Regions from separate parts of the Mus musculus genome. Here region 1 is linked to region 2. A link is a contact called in public HiChIP or PLAC-seq data. All regions are on one chromosome and are shown on one strand. Each heading gives the region's core, a stretch centred on a gene start, on an enhancer-like site or on the middle of the called end of the contact. The rest is flanking DNA. Distances are from core to core; before and after follow the strand shown. Region 1 overlaps Arid1a (AT rich interactive domain 1A (SWI-like)). Region 2 has its middle 26 kb from the start of Gm12974.

Region 1 (4,886 bases), core at 64-2,563, 110 kb after region 2:
TATGAGGTAGTGTGGATTTGGAAGGACTGGAAGGATCTCAGTTCTGGTGGCTGCCTTTATCTGATAAATTGGAAGTGTGCTCTTATTCTCCTTTTAAACGTAGGGAAATTTGAAAGAATTTAATACAACAAAACGTACTTTGGGGGATGGTGGTTGCAAATTAGCAGCCACATAGGCAGATGACCAGAATTTGAATGAAGTGTTTTTATCTTCTGTAAAGAAGTAAATTGGCACGTGGTCTCCAGATTATATATAACGCGGCTCCCAGGACGTGTGGGTTTGACTCTGGATAAAATGTTAGCGTACTTCCATTTCTCCATGGATGAGATGGCTTTGATGAGGCTCAATAGGAGGGTAGGGTAGGGGGGGTAGGTTATTGTCCTGGCATGTAGTCATGTTTCCCCTGTTTAAAAGTACAACACAGGGCTGGTATGGTATAACTGCCTGTAGTCTCAGCACTACTGATGATCATTTGAGCCAAAGAGTTAGAAACCAGCCTGGACAAGATAGCAAAACACTATCAAATGAACAAAACAACACCCCATCCTATAGTCCCTTATTCAGGGTCTCAGGACAGAGCTGATGTCAGCTGATTTCATAGTACTTCCTCTTGGATTGGTTCAGATCATACCAGTCCTCAGCCCCATGGTGAATGGGAGGAAGTGGAGGTAGGCAGAGATGGCCTGTAGCTATAGAGAAAAGGGACAGTGGAATGATTTATGCTGCTCAATTTATGTACTAGGGAGCAAGGCTGCTCTTGCAGAAGTCCCTTTAGTCCTAAGATCTAAGTGATTTCTGTGGAGCTGGCAGGGAAAGTAAAAAGCCTGTTGGTTGGGAGAGGCCTTAACTTTTGTACTTATCTCTGCCTGGAGTGCCCTTAACAGAGGAGGGTCCCCTCCGGGAACTGATCAACAGCTGCTGCCAGTCCCTAGAATCACAGGAAGTGGAGGCCTGGTGCCTTTGTATAGAAGCTCTGCAGCCAGACAATAGTTTGTGCTGGCGGGGCCATGTGGCGAGTCACGTGACCCGAGGCTGTATTCTGCTGGGGTCCTTACCCATCTGTTCTCTCGGCTCTTTCTGGGTTATCAGGCGCCAGTCCAAGTCTTCCCAGGCAGCCAGCTTCATGGCCAGAGATTACGAGCACTAACCTTCCTGGCAGGGTCGGTGTGGCTTCGAGTTTATGCAGATTAGCCATGTGTTTCTCACTTCAAGGCGGTCCACAGGAAAAGCCTTTTCCTGTGTTTGGCTCTCAGTGGGCGGTTCCCAGCTTACTGTACTGGGACTCAAGCTGCAGGCACGCACGAGAGGGATCACAGTACACTGCCCCCCCCTCCACCTCCAATGCTACGTCACCACAACACAACCACTCACGCTCTCATACTGTTGGTGTCATTCATTCCGTGCCAAGATTGCTTTAAAAAATTCCCTTGGCCCCAGTTCAAACAGGAGTACAGCTGGGATGTGTTAGATTTTAGGCAGTCTGCCCTCAATTTGAGATGAGTTATAAATAGCAGTGCCGACTTCCTTAACTACCGCTCTCTGAGGTAAAATGCAGGTTAATTACTGTGGGAATCAATTAGGGGCTTCTTTCGGTTAAAGAGCCAGGGATGCATTTTTATTGTTATTATTAAAACTCATAAACAAATCTGGCCAGGAATAAATTGAAAGCACGAGAAGTACAAAATAATATTTGGAGGCCCAAAATCCAAGGGTATGGCTCTAGGTTTATCCTGGCACCGACTAGTTGGCATCTAGAGCGGAAAACACAAGTGTGTGCTGGTCAGGACTTCTCCTTTCCAAAGATGGAGGCTCTTGGCAGTCCCTGGCCCAACCTTTCATTTTGTTCTTTCGAGTCTTTGGCACAGCTAGGCATAAAAGTTGGCCCTTACCTCCGCTTCTGGTCACCTCTTCTCTGTATCTTTGGCTTCTGACTGTCCATTCTCTCGCAGACTTATTTCAGGATCAGAGATTGTTTTTCCTGGTGCCACTACCACATGGTGTGGGGAGTAATATCTCTTGGTACTCAGAAGTTTTAGTGCGTGCCTGGTTTTGTCTCCTCTTTCAGTGGCTTATGGTCAGATAGAGAATTTGCAACTATGTTTAATATTTTGAGTGTCCCAAAAGTGGTTACTTTTGACTATCTGACACCTAGCCTTGATGAACCTTAAAGCTCAACTTGTTACTTTCAGCAGTTCACAAGGCCACTGTGGCCTTTTCCTGTACATTAAGAACTTGTGAGTGATTCCAGAGCCAGGTGGTCCGGAGGTGCCATTTGCTGGAAGCAGGGAACTCTGCAAGTTGTTAGTGTGCAAGCTGTTTGCACTGAATATACTCGGAAGGATAGGCCTGCACCGGCACCTTTGATGCCCCGAACCGCATTCATTTCATTTGTCAGGCACTTTATAGCTTGGCCAGTGATCTGCAAGGAGCTAAGTGGTGGACTACCCCCCCACCCTTATTTTTATTTTTTTATGAATGCAGGAGAGTATATAGCAGGGGGCCTGGCTTGCCTGATGAAGGGCCAGCATTTTCCTCTCAATTACGTGTCTGTGAGGCAGAGCCTTTGCCTTTGAAGCGTAATCACAGTAATCTGCTCCCGCGGTTTCCTGTTGAAAGGGTTTCCTCTCCATCTTTCCCAGAGTGGCATCTCTGGCTCTTTTGCAGCTACGATTTGGTGTTTCTCCTCCTTTGTGGCTGCTGACTACTGATGCTGGCCGTTTCTATTTTACAGGAGGTAGACATTTTTCTGTTTCAATTGATGAATGAAGATTTGATGTTCTCTACTTTAAGAGATTGGGAGTGGTGCCTCCCCCCCCAACTGCAAACCACATATCTTTCACAGTATTTTTAAATCTCATAAGTAAGTTAGATTCTCTTTTAACATGAAACCAGAGTGGTCTGTTTGTTGGAACTGAACATATTTTTGTTTGGTGAATAGACTGCAATAGTCCATTGATCGTGATAAACCTTTGGTGAGGGGAATGAGTTTGATAACCAAAAAATGTCAGTTTCATTTTGAGAAGCTATTGTTTGACTGTCCTTTAAAGGATCCTACTGTGAGGCCAGAGTAGTCTTAAGACTCCAGGTGCAGGGGAGTTTTGTCTTATCCTGCTTGCCTTGGTAAGTGTTGGAGTTTTGGCCATGTGTTTGGGTTTGGGGCTGGGTGTACGTTATTATAACCCTTGCTGATACAGGTTGGGTTATTTCGATGCCATTGTTCTTCAGGACTATTTTAGCTTCCCCTCTTCTAATTCAGTCGTCCTACTTGATACTGGGGTTGAGGATATCTGCTGCCTTGCTTGCCTGTTCCTTCTGTCAGTAGGAACTGTTGTAGTTGAACAGTTGTCCATCCTTGTATTTGGGGCATTTAGGAGGACTTTGAAAAAAGCCTGAACTCTTATGTCCTGGAATGCAGCCAATAACTCCACCTATTCTGGAGTGTTGGGACCAGGAATTTAAGCTCAATTTGGGCAACATAGTGAGACTCCATGCCATTTCAAAACAAAGTAAAACTACCTTGGACAGCAGAAACAGGAAGCTGTATACATAGCTTGGAATATTTAATATTTATTGGAAAGACATTTAAATACAAGCACTGTGGGAAGCTTATTTTTTTGTTGTTGTTGTTGTTGTCTCATTCTGTAGCCCAGGCTGACAGATTTTTGTAATCTTGGTTTGTGTGGAACTCATGGTGATCCTCCTGCTTCAGCTTCCCAAGTGCTGAGAGTATAGGAATGAGTCACCACACCTGCCTATGGGAAGCTGTGCGTTATGTACATTTTAGGTGATGAGCTAAAGTGTTCCAGGCCAGGCAGTGAGTTAGGATTTAAATTCCAAGTCTATCAAATCACTATACACTTTATTCTTTCTATATGTTAGTGTTGTATAGAATTTAATACGTTTGGAGCCATATGTAGCAGGAAGTGATAAATTATTTGGAAACATTGCTCTCAAATTACATTGTAGCATGATAGACACTAGCCATATGTGATTATGTGGATTTAAATTAATTAAAAGTGGACTAGGAATACAGATTAGTTGTTAGAGTACTTGTCTAACATACATTTTGCCCTGGATTTGATCCCACCCACTACAGAACCTAGATCTGGTGGCACGTACCTTATTCCCAGCACGTGGGTGGCTGGATGGAGGCAGGAACATCAGCAGTTCAAAAGGATTTTGTTGTGTAGCTTGTTTGAAGCCATCCTAGGCTTCTTGAGACCCCGACTTAAAGTAAATAGTCAATAAATAATAAATTAACTAGTGTAAATAAAATGCCAAGCTTAGTAGCATAGGCCTGTAATTTTACTAATTTCAAAGCTTAGGCAGGAACATCAGCATTTATGTCTAGAGGCTGAAGGGATGTCTCAGCTATTAAAGCGCACTTGTATTTACAGAGTACTGGAGGTTGATTCCTAGCACCCACAGTGGCTCACAACTGTCCATAGCTCCAGTTAAAGGGGATCCAGCAACTTTTCCTGAGTTCTTTGGGTACCAGGCATGCACATTGTACACAGGCAAAATACTCAGACACATAAAAGTATACACATCTTTAATCCCAACACTTTGGAAGTTAAAGCAGGGAGATTGTCAAATTGAGGTTAGCCTGGCCCACATGGAGCAAAATCTAAGGGGAAAGGGCAAATAATTCGGCTTCTTCCTTACATTTTGCATAGTTTAAGCATGTAATAGTAACACATTACAGTCACCTTCTTTTTTATTTTTAAATTAATCAGTTAACTTGAGAAGGGTTCCTATTTGTACTTTGGCTGTTCTGGAACTCACTCTGTAGACCAGGCTGACCTCGAACTCAGAAATCCGCCTGACTCTGACTCCCAAGTGCTGGGATTAAAGGTGTGCACAACCATATCCGGCTGAATAATCCC
Region 2 (5,333 bases), core at 2,524-5,023:
TGTTTATTTATTTATTTATTTATTTATTTATTTATTTATAACGTGCATGAATAGCGAGGTAGTTGGTGGCAGGTGGATTTCTGTGAGTTCAAGGCCACCAGTCTGGTATACAGATCAAATTCCAAGACAGCCAGCTCTCCACAGAAAACCCCTGTCTCAAACAACCAAACAACAACAACAAAGTGTATGTACAGCGCTTGTGTATACCACACGTATGCTGGTGCCTATGGAAGGCACAGGAAGGCATTCTATTCCATGGAACTGGAGTTACTGCTGTTAGTGAGCCATCTGATGTGGGCGCTTGAAGCCAAATTCAGGCCTTCGGGATGAGCAGGACAAGCTCTTAACTGCTGAGCCATCTCCTGCCCCGTGCGAGCATCCTTAGCGTTTCTGGCTCTCTGCCCATTTGTGTATCCTGCTGTCTAGGATTACCTCAAAGATAGTCCTTGTCAGAGGCAGGTCTGACTCCCTGCCCACGTTAAGTAGTCAAACATTCGGGACTTCAGCCCATGAATTTAAACCCTCCTCTCAACTCTGGAATGACAGGTCATCTGTGGCTTGGCCTTTTTGTTGAGGATCAGAGGTTGGAGGTCAGCCTCGGCGACATAGCACATCTGAGGCCCGTGTAGTCTCATGAGGTAGGCATTTTTGGTTTCACAGGAAGGAAATTGAAGACGAATGTACCCACAAGTGTCCAAGCAAGGAAGTGGCTAGACCACTTAAAAAAAAAAAAAAAAAAAAAAAAAAAAGTGGGGCTGGTGAGATGGCTCAGCGGTTAAGAGCACCAACTGCTCTTCCAAAGTTCAAATCCCAGCAACCACATGGTGGCTCCCAACCATCCGTAACGAGATCTGACTCCCTCTTCTAGAGTGTCTGAAGACAGGTACAGTGTACTTACATGTAATAAATAAATTATGTGGTTGCTGGGATTTGAACTCCAGACCTTCGGAAGAGCAGTCGGGTGCTCTTACCCACTGAGCCATCTCACCAGCCCCAATAAATTTTTTTTTTAAAGTGCCGGGCGTAGTGGCACACGCCTTTAATCCCAGCACTCGGGAGGCAGAGGCAGGCGGATTTCTGAGTTCGAGGCCAGCCTGGTCTACAGAGTGAGTTCCAGGCCAGCCAGGACTACACAGAGAAATCCTGTCTCGAAAAAACAAAAAAACAACAACAAAAAAAACTTATTTGTTGTGTATGATGTTCATGTGTGTGGGCACACGTGACAGAGCATGTAGGCAGAGGTCAGAGAACATAGTACTGAAGTTGGCTCTCTTCTAGCTGGGGATCAACCTCAGGTCCTTAGGCTGGGTGGCATTGTCTTTACTCGATGAACCATCTCAGCAGGCCTGTCTCCTTTTGGTCTCCTATTTCCTATTGCCCAGGTAAACCTCCATCGCCTTGAGCTCCTCCCTTCAACCCACCCCCACTCCTGTCTCAGGCTCCTATGCGCCAGGCAGGCTGCGTTTGAGTCTATCTTATGCCTATATATGTCCTGTATCTGACCCTCATGTAAAGGCTAAATTTCAACTCATAATGACTCATAAAACCTTACAGTTAAAGAGCCTCAAAGGCCTACACCCAACCCCTGTCTCCTACAGGAAAGCCCTTCAGCTGGGCACCCAGCCCTCCATTAAAAATCACCAGCAGTGGAGAATCCACCGCACCTCGGGGTAGTCCCCCACACCCACGGAAAGTTCCTCCACCCTGAGCTGAGAGAGTCAGAATAGCAATACTTTATTTCTAGAAACAGAGAGAGGGGTTCCCCATGAACTCTGGGGAGGTGGGGGGGAAATGACTCAACAAAGAGAGAGGCCTCATTGGGTGCTGCACCTTCAGGGATGGAAGCGGCCACAGCCATGGGCAAAGGGGTGGAACTAAACTGTGGGAGGACTCTGGAGAGGTGAGTGGGAGGACTCAGCCCAGGAACACATACACACACACACACACACACACACACACACACACACACACACACACACACACACCCGCAGTGCTCCTTTCTGTTCCCCTCCTGCCCGGTGCACCTGGGAAGGCAACAGTGGGGCAACAGTGGGTGGACACAGCCCAGACACCAAGTCAGCGGGATTTGTGGTTTTTCATGGCCTCAAATGCCAAACGGAAGTATACTTTATTATCTTAGTCTCTCCTTCCCTCCCTCCCTCCCTCCCTCCTTCTCTTTCTCTGTCTCTCTGTCTCTGTCTCTCTGTCTCTCTGTCTCTCTGTCTCTCTCTCTCTTTCTCTCTCTCTCTCTCTCTCTCTCTCTCTCTCGTGTGTGTGTGTGTGTGTGTGTGTGTGTCTATATGTCTGTGCATGTTCAAAAAGCCAGAGAAAGCCGGGCAGTGGTGGCGTATGCCTTTAATCCCAGCACTCGGGAGGCAGACACAGACGGATTTCTGAGTTTGAGGCCAGCCTGGTCTACAGAGTGAGTTCCAGGACAGCCAGGGCTACACAGAGAAACCCTGTCTCGAAAAACAAACAAGCAAACAAAGAAAGAAAAAAAAAAAAACCCAAAAGAGGCAGGGCGTGGTGGCGCACACCTTTAATCCCAGCACTCGGGAGGCAGAGGCAGGCAGATTTCTGAGTTCCAGGACAGCCTGGTCTACAAAGTGAGTTCCAGGACAGCCAGAGCTATACAGAGAAACCCTGTCTCAAAAAAAAAAAAAAAAAAAAAAAAAAAAGTGGGGCTGGTGAGATGGCTCAGCGGTTAAGAGCACACACACACACACACACACACACACACACACACAAAAAAAGAAAAACAAAAGAAAGAAAGAAATATGGGCAGGGGATGGTGAAATGGCTCAGCAGATAAGAGCACTGACTGCTCCTGAGTTCAAATCCCAGCAACCAAATGGTGGCTCACAACCACCTGTAATGAGATCTGATGCCCTCTTCTGGTGTGTCTGAAGACAGCTACAGTGTACTTATGTATAATAATAAATAAATCTAAAAAAAAAAAAAAAAGAAGAAGAAAGAAAGAAAGATGGGCAGTCGTGGTTTAATGTTCAGCTCCGGGTACCGGTCAGCAGACCTTGGTAAATACTCAACCTCTTTGCCTTGCCGTCTACCGACACTTTTCTTGTTTGTTTTGTTTTGTTTTTCCAGACAGGGTTTCACTATATAGTTCTGAGTTCTGACTATCCTGGAACTCTCTCTGGCCTTGAACTCTGAGATCCATCTGCCTGTAACTTCCAAGTACTGAGATTAAGGGTGTATGCCACTGCCGGGGGTGGGCAATGGTGGGGTGGGGGTGGGGTGGGGTGAAAGGAGTAGGAAATGTGGGGGTGGGAGGGTGTGGGGTGGGAGGAGCAGGCGTGCTGGGGAGGCAGAGGCAAGCAGATCTCTGTGAGTTCCAGGCCACAGGGTCTAAAAAGCTAATCCAGGACAGCCAGTGTTGTGTTACACAAAGAAACCCTGTCTTGAAAAGCCACCAACTCTCTGAGAGTTCGTATCTTTAAACATGAATTCAGAGTGGCCCTTGGTTTGTGGTGCTGTTGTTGTTTTGGGGGTTTGGTTTGAGTTTTATACAGGTGACACAAAGATGGCAGAGAAGTAGCTCAGGCTAACACATAGCCACGGGCCCCTCCCTCCCTCCCAGATCACAGGCTCCAGCCTCCTAGGTCAGGACCTCTCCTCATTCTCTTTTTGGGGAAACAAAACTAAAGCCATTTGTAAAACCTGGAGAGGAGGGGGCCTCGGTAAAGTCTTTCACAAGGCCTTCGCTCCCCCCTTCCTGCCCCCAAACCGCTCTCCGAGCTCTAGCTCCTCTGTGTGACTCAACCTGAGACTGCTTTTTATAAGTCACTTCCTCTGCCGCTTCTCTGCTGTGGCTCCACACCTGCCCCCGAGGCTGTGGGCGGAGTTGAGAAATCAAGAGGCAGATTACACACGGGTCTGACCTGAGCCTGAAACTTGTATCTGGGAAGGGCCTGTGGCCACTCTCCCCTGGCAGGAAACGCTCCCTGGGGCTGGATTTAGCTGGGTCCAGTCACTCTGACTGTTGCTATGGAGCATTAACTACAGGGCCTCTGCAGGGGCTTCTGAGGGAGGGGCATTCAAGTAGAGACTAACTGTAAAACTTGAGTGGGGGTTGTGTTTTGTTTTGTTTTGTTTTGTTTTGTTTTGTTTTTGTTTGTTTTTTTGAGACAGGGTTTCTCTGTATAGCCCTGGCTGCCCTGGAACTCACTTTGTAGACCAGGTTGGCCTCGAAGTCAGAAATCCACCTGCCTCTGCCTCCCGAGTGCTGGGATTAAAGGCATCCGCCACCACGCCCGGAGAGTTGGGGTTCTTACGCAGTCTTCTGGCCTCTAAACCTCAGATCTTACAGGTAGCTGCAGAGCGTCCTCTGTGGGTCAGGACTGGAATTCCAGCTTCCTGGGAGGCTGAGACAGGAGGATCCAAATTCAATGTTATCTAGAGCAATTTACTGTGACTATCTTAAACTAAAAAGCAAAGATAGGCCTGAGGACATAGCTTAGGGGTATGGTACTTGCTTAGCATAGGTAAGGACCTAGGTTCAATCCCCACTGGGGAAATAGTTGAATGAGAGTTGGGTCAAGGCTCTGGTAGTGACCATGAGCAGAAGAAACGGGAACACAGCACAGAGACTTCCTAACCCAGGCTATGGGTTATCATCCTAATTTGGGAGGTAGAGGCAGGAGGGTCAGGAGTTCCAGGCTGTCCTTGGCTAGGTAATTTGAGATCCTGTTTCTAAACAACACAAACAAATTACCAAACAAAGAAGAATGTCTGCCAGGAGCCATGGCATACAACTTGAATCCCAGCACCCAGGAGACAGAGGCAGGGGGATCTCCATGACTTTGAGGCCAGCCAGATTATAATTTCCTTGTAGATCAGGCTTGCCTTGAACTCACAGAGATCCACCTACCTCTGCAAGGTCATCACATCACAGGACATCTATGCCTGATGAGTTTTCTTCCATTTTCAGGTCTGAAATATACTACCATAGCCCATGCTGACCTTGGATCTGTTATGTAGGTCAGCCTGGCCTCGAACTCACAATTCTCTTGCCTCCTTCTCCTGAGTACTGGAATCACAGGCATGTGTCATCGTGCCCAGGTAAGATCACAGAGTTCTAGCCGGGCGTGGTGGCGCACTCGGGAGGCAGAGGCAGGCGGATTTTTGAGTTCGAGGACAGCTTGGTCTACAAAGTGAGTGCCAGGACAGCCAGGGCTACACAGAGAAACCCTGTCTCGAAAAACCAAAAAAAAAAAAAAAAAAAAAAAAGATCACAGAGTTCTAAAGGAAACCTGCTATCAGTTGCTCACCTCAGAGCAATGCTCTGCCAGGAATTTGGGCTGTGCTGATGTGTT

The links. HiChIP or PLAC-seq counts read pairs in DNA pulled down with a chosen protein or histone mark.
Region 1: a BATF HiChIP or PLAC-seq map of CD8 T cells shows a contact between it and region 2, with 14 read pairs. The contact joins two enhancer-like sites. A contact is called at or near these places in 3 of 484 Hi-C or Micro-C datasets (bone marrow-derived macrophages, embryonic fibroblasts and liver), 10 of 115 datasets of contacts at active chromatin or transcription factors (CD8 T cells, the HPC-7 cell line, Th17 cells and 6 more) and 3 of 9 other capture datasets (adipose tissue, liver and pancreatic islet).

What each region holds. Positions count from the first base shown.
Region 1 is chr4:133,726,113-133,730,998 of GRCm38.p6, reverse strand. The region is part of intron 1 of Arid1a (AT rich interactive domain 1A (SWI-like)); the gene reads left to right. Among named protein-coding and RNA genes, the nearest start is that of Mir7227, 11 kb to the right of the region's middle. Within about 2 kb of position 1,313, at least 299 of the 459 cell types and tissues checked have an H3K27ac peak or open chromatin away from gene starts, as enhancers often do. A contact at or near this core is called in CD8 T cells, the HPC-7 cell line, Th17 cells and 2 more, where this site is marked.
Region 2 is chr4:133,839,726-133,845,058 of GRCm38.p6, reverse strand. No RefSeq gene overlaps it. Among named protein-coding and RNA genes, the nearest start is that of Gm12974, 26 kb to the right of the region's middle. Within about 2 kb of position 3,773, at least 180 of the 459 cell types and tissues checked have an H3K27ac peak or open chromatin away from gene starts, as enhancers often do. A contact at or near this core is called in CD8 T cells, the HPC-7 cell line, Th17 cells and 2 more, where this site is marked.